Linked DNA regions of Sus scrofa: region 1 is linked to region 2. Evidence: chromatin contacts called from public Hi-C data. All regions are on one chromosome and are shown on one strand. Each heading gives the region's core, a stretch centred on a gene start, on an enhancer-like site or on the middle of the called end of the contact. The rest is flanking DNA. Distances are from core to core; before and after follow the strand shown.

Region 1 (2,700 bases), core at 52-2,551, 34 kb after region 2:
GTTCCCAGGCCAGGGGTCTAATCGGAGCTGCAGCCACTGGCCTACACCAGAGCCACAGCAACTCGGGATCCGAGCCACGTCTGTGACCTACACCACAGCTCACAGCAACGCCGGATCTTTACTCCACTGAGCAAGGCCAGGGATCGAACCCGCAACCTTATGGTTCCTAGTCGGATTTGTTAACCACTGTGCCACGACGGGAACTCCGAAATGAATTTTTCCTTTCATTTACTTTTGTATTATTATTTTATTTATTTATTTATTTATTTATTTATTTATTTATTTATTTATTTTGGTCATGCCCACGGCATGCAGAAGTTCCCTGACCAGGGATCGAACCTGCACCACCGCTGTGGCAATACTGAATCCTTAACCTGCTAGGCCACCAGGGAACTCCCTAGTTTCCTTTAATTGTAATCCATTTAAAGTTGAAAAACTTTTGTATGGAGCAGCACAGTTCTAGGCCAGAAAGCTACAATCCCCTGAACTTCTGAGTGTTCTGAGTGGACATGGCCACAAAGACTAGGTCTGAGGGACTTAAGTGAGGCCCGGGGTTGACCCCAGATTGGTGCTGCTGAGGAGCCCCCCCCTCCCCCCCCCCCCCCCCCCCCCCCCGCACAATGACCTTTGGCCTAGCATGTCCTCTTCCCACCCCTCCAATGTCAGCCCCTTGGCTCTTGTGGGGTCCCCAGGTGGCACCTTCAGGGGAAGGGGTGCTTATGGGCAAGGTGGCATGAGAAAGATCCCTAGAGCCAGCTGAAACAGTCTAGAAGGCCCTGTGGCCCAGGCAGCTGAGTCCAGGGCTCAGCCGGCTCGGCGCGGGGGGGGGGGGGGGGCAGCCCCCCGGGGGGGCAGCCCCCCTGCAGTTGAATGACCCCTTCCAGCCACTTCCAGGACGCACCCCCTACTCCCGACCCCACCAGCTTCTCCCGTCATGGCTAAACCACCCGACCCGTGAGCACTGAGTCGATCCTCCATCCACTTCTCTTTCTGTTGGGAATGATTTACTAAGGGGAGAAACCACTACTGTGTGACGCGTTTGGGGACCTTGTGGAAGAAAAACAAAACAAGCCAAAGGCTCTGTTTATTTGCAGGGGTTGGCAGCTAGAGGGTAAAGGTTTGGGGCAGGATCCCCAGGCAGGACCGGATGCGCCGCCTGCCTCCGAAGGGTTAACTGGGGAGCAGGTGACGTCAGTCCTGATCCCTCCGCACTCGGCCGGCCGCCTCCACCTCCTCGCGGGGGCCTGTGCTCATTGGCTGCGGGCGGGAAGTACAGTGAGCGACTTTTTTCAATTAAGTAAAAGGGCAGGGCTCAGGCAGCCAATGACAGCCGTGCCCCGGCATATCCTGGGCAAGTGTGCCGGGCTGGGCAGCATTCCCCCGTGCGCACGCCGCCTGAACCGGCTCCCGCCAGCATGCTTTGCCTGTGCCTGTATGTGCCCCTCATGGGGAAGCTCAGACCGAGTTCCAGTACTTCGAGTCCAAGGGGCTTCCCGCCGAGCTGAAATCCATCTTCAAACTCAGTGTCTTTATCCCCTCCCAGGAGTTCTCCACCTTCCGCCAGTGGAAGCAGGTCTGTACGCCGCATCAGGGTGGGCCGAGGGAATGGATGAGCCGGGGGAGAGGGTCCTGCCGCCTCTCGTGTCCCCACTGTTTCTGAACGTGCCAGGTTTTTTTTCCCGCAGCTGTCGCGTGGCGAGAGCCGGCTGAAGGGCTACGTCAAGGGCGTGACTGGCTCTCATGTGACTTCCCAGAAAGGCTGGAATTACAGGGAAGGCATTTGTGGGAGATGGAGAGGAATTCTTTTGCGGAGAGGCGGGTTCTGAGGAGTGTGGGGCCAGGATGTGGGGGCACGGGTCTGGCTGCTGTGGGGCTCTTTCTGAGCTGGGGGGCAGAGAGGCCAGCGGGGAGGCTCCTTGTTGGAGCCCCAGGAGTTGGAACCGTGGCTTCGGAGGTTGGAGGTGACAGGGCTGTGCCCTAGGTGAAACCAACCAAGGGGCAGGAGTGGGGCAGCCTTCCCTGGCGTCTCTCTGGAGTAGGAGGCAGCAGAAATCATCACTGCTTTAAGTTGGGGAGACAGCTAGAGTCTGTGGGGGTGGCCTGCCTCCTAAAGGACACCCTGACTTTTCTGTTAATCAGACCCTGTGCGGTCCCCCCCAGTGCTCCTGATGGCAGTGCAGCTCAGATGGTATCCCTGGGGCGGGGGCAGGGAGGGCGATTTGGGTCCTAGGAGGGAGATAGGTCTGAGGGAGAAGCACAGACTTGGAAGATCTGAAATCAGCTGCATGAGCACATGCTTGGGTTGTCTGTATCAGGGGCACCCACCCCAACAAGGCCCATGGATGGCGTTGGTGGCAGAGCAACCTGGATACCCACAAGCTTCACGCCTAGTGTTCGCCTCCTCCCTAAATGACATGCAGATTCAATTTCCGCCCCATCATAAATCTAGGGTGGTAACCTATACGTAATCGGTGTCATTCTTGGCGGAGCACAAGTGTCTGTGTCTGCAGGCAGTTAGCTGGTAGAACATGTACCAGCATCTGTCTCACATTCCAGCCCCACCCCCCAGGTGGCTCTTTGGACCATGTTAGGTGACACGGGATCTGGAGAGCACCAGCTAGCCAGGGGTCCATCCGTTTCCAAACCCAGTGGCTCAGAAGACAGTGAAACCCACACTGGTTTGTGGAGAGTGAATGTGTG
Region 2 (2,700 bases), core at 136-2,635:
ATGGTGGCCTCGCCCAGGAGGTTGCAGATGCGTTGTTGCATGGGGGTGAGCAGTACGGGGCTACAGCTGGGCCACCACCGCCACTGCCACCACCTGTCCCAGGCCCACCGGCTCCGTCGTCCTCAGTGGGCCCTGGGGCCTCACCACCCTCCACAGCCGCCCGGACCTGGGCAACCTTGCGACGGACCTCGGTCTTGAGATCAGACCACTTTTTCTTGACCTCGGGCAGCTCCCTGCGGCAGGTGGCCACGGCATTGACCCTTCTCAGGATGCCATGCCACGCTGCGCTCTTGGCAGCCAGAGGGACCCCGGCGTTGAAGTGGTTCACCAGCAGGTGCTTCTTCAATTCCAACTCCTCCACGATGATCTCCACCTCTCGCTCAGAGAAGTTCATCTTCCTCTTCTTGGCTGGGACAGCCATGGCCTCTCCCCACCCCGCCTTTTAAATAAATTATAATCCCCTACCCGCCCAAATTCCCCTTCTCTTCTCCCTTAGCCTCGCTCCTCACCCACCCCCTCCTACAGAGGATAGGCTGGGCTTGTCCAAGGCCAAGCACCAGGCCTTTGGTAACCCCCCTCGTTACGCAAACTGCGTAGGGCCCAGCTCCGACTCGCTCAGCCGCTGCCAGCCAGCTGCGTAATGGCTTCCTGAATCTGCCTCTTCCGCCGGGATGTGCGGAGATCCGCCCACTTCCCCTCTTCCCGCCTCCCAGAGCTTCTCCAGGGGACCCACCCTCCCGGTTGGCCGAGGCTCACAGATTACGTCGCTCACTGGTTCTTTCCATCTGTCATTCAACCAAGGGCCCGCCTATTTACTGAAATTGGCCTGATGATTGGTCTAAAGGCGTGTCTGTCGCTACGGAGCGCGCCACCCAACCTAGCCTTAATTCATTTCCATTGGAAAATAGTCATGTCGTTCAATCATCAGTTTTACGAGTTTTGCGCCGTTAAATTCAGCTCTTTTATTTGTGGTTTAGGGAGTTAGATTACCAAAACTCGGCCTCCTGAGGATCTCTAGTGCTTGCGGCCTGAGATGTTGGCCAATTAATTTTTAATTCCATCCAGGTGCGCAAATTCTGCCTTGCAAGCGCATCTCACAGTTGCTCCTCACGTAAATCCTACTTCTCACCGGATATTACAATCTCTACGAATAGGACAGCTCCTCCAATCTTTACGATTCCTTCATCTAAACCACGTTTCTCAATGGAAATATGACACGGGGCCTTCTGCCTGCCAATCACAAGACTTGTGCCTATCACAGCGTGACTTCCTCTCTCGGCCGGACCCAGCCAATCCCCACCTCCCTCAGTTTGAATCGGCCCCTGGCTGAGCAGAGATCGCCCGCCCTCTCCATTGATCTGGGTAAGTCCAGGGCCGCGTGGGCAGTTCTTGGGGAGGCTCCGCCTCTCTAGGTGGCCGTCCGGTCTATGAGTGGCGGGCGTCGTGCCTAGGGGCGTGACCATCCAGGCGGCAAGAGGCGGGGCCGGGCTCCCGGAAGCCGCCCATCCGGCCAGCTTGCCGGCATCCCTGAGCCCGCGCTCAGTGTCTGGGGACACCCGCGTATCTTTCGTGCTCTCCCCGCCGGCCCGTTGCCCTTGCCTCGCGCCCGATGGTGAGCAGTGTGTTGTGCCGCTGCGTGGCTTCCCCGCCGCCGGACGCCGCCGCCACCGCCTCTTCGTCCGCCTCGTCGCCGGCGTCTGTAGACCCGTGCGGCGGCGCCGTCTGCGGGGGCCGGACCACCAGCTGCGCCTGTGGAGCCTCTTCCAGACTCTCGACGTCAACCGCGACGGCGGCTTGTGTGTCAACGACTTAGCAGTGGGGCTTCGGCGCCTGGGACTGCACCGCACTGAGGGCGAGCTCCAGGTAGGCAATGAGCTCTGTCCGCGTGGGCGGGGAGGGGACTCCCTTCGTTCCCCAGCACCTTCGGGAGGTCCAGGTGACAGGTCTGGTCTGCACCATCGCCTTCTTGGGCAATCCCTTGGAGCTTGGTTGTCTTGGTGGATGACCTCTCGGGTGGGCTGGGACCCCCTGGTGACAGATGGCACCCCATTTTCTGGTGGGAGTGGAGCTCCTTCTTGACCTCTGTGGGCTCTTGGGCCAGGAGGAAAGGCTCTCCTGGCTACAGGTGGGCACTCTCTGGACATTCTGATGGTAGAAAAGCCCCTTTCTGGTCGGGCTTTCCCCAAAGTAGAAGGTCAAATCTCAAAAGTTTGCCTTATGTCACCTTCTGACCTCAAGAGTAAGCTTTGATGCTCCCCTCTACCCTTCATTAATGGTTTCATCCATCCTCCTCCAGGGACACCCCTCACTCGCCTCTCCCGCTCCCTTCCATGCCGCCTGTGGGCCCTGATCTGGTTCCTCTCAGAAGCATGTGGAAGTTAGAAAAAAAAAAAGAAACTGGGGTTTCTGATGAATCTGGGGGTGTTGAGAACTGATGATTCTCAGGAGTTAGAGCCATCCCGTGGACACGCTGATTCAGAAGATGGAATTGTGATCTCTTACAGGGTTGCAGATTAGAATGAAAGAATTAGGGGGAAATCCTTCCTAAAAGTGAAAGTGTGACCCACCCAGGAGGGGGTATTGTTACTCTTGTCCTCCAATAGGCTCCCAGCCAAGGAGGAAGGGCAGACAAGAAGTGCTGTCCTTTCAGTATTAAAAACCTCAAGCAGAGGCTGTTTCTCTCCCTTCTGTCTCTCATGG

What was found. Hi-C and Micro-C count contacts between places; a contact is called where the count stands out from the background.
Region 1: a contact with region 2 is called in a Hi-C map of liver, with 2.0 times the contacts expected there. The contact joins the enhancer-like site here to the promoter of NAIF1 in region 2. A contact is called at or near these places in 2 of 5 promoter capture datasets (fetal liver and liver), 23 of 47 Hi-C or Micro-C datasets (blood, brain, embryonic fibroblasts and 10 more) and 2 of 2 datasets of contacts at active chromatin or transcription factors (alveolar macrophages and skeletal muscle).

What each region holds. Positions count from the first base shown.
Region 1 is chr1:268,564,245-268,566,944 of Sscrofa11.1, forward strand. All of the region lies in intron 2 of SLC25A25 (solute carrier family 25 member 25), which reads left to right. Among named protein-coding and RNA genes, the nearest start is that of PTGES2, 26 kb to the right of the region's middle. Within about 2 kb of position 1,302, at least 54 of the 83 cell types and tissues checked have an H3K27ac peak or open chromatin away from gene starts, as enhancers often do. A contact at or near this core is called in alveolar macrophages, brain, embryonic fibroblasts and 7 more, where this site is marked.
Region 2 is chr1:268,530,143-268,532,842 of Sscrofa11.1, forward strand. It overlaps NAIF1 (nuclear apoptosis-inducing factor 1), which reads right to left and starts at 1,386. Exons shown (of 5, transcript XM_003480616.4): 1 at 64-1,386; 2 at 1-61. The coding sequence starts at 421. SLC25A25 (solute carrier family 25 member 25) reads left to right here and starts at 1,610. Exons shown (of 11, transcript NM_001164510.1): 1 at 1,610-1,731; 2 at 1,734-1,863. The coding sequence starts at 1,610.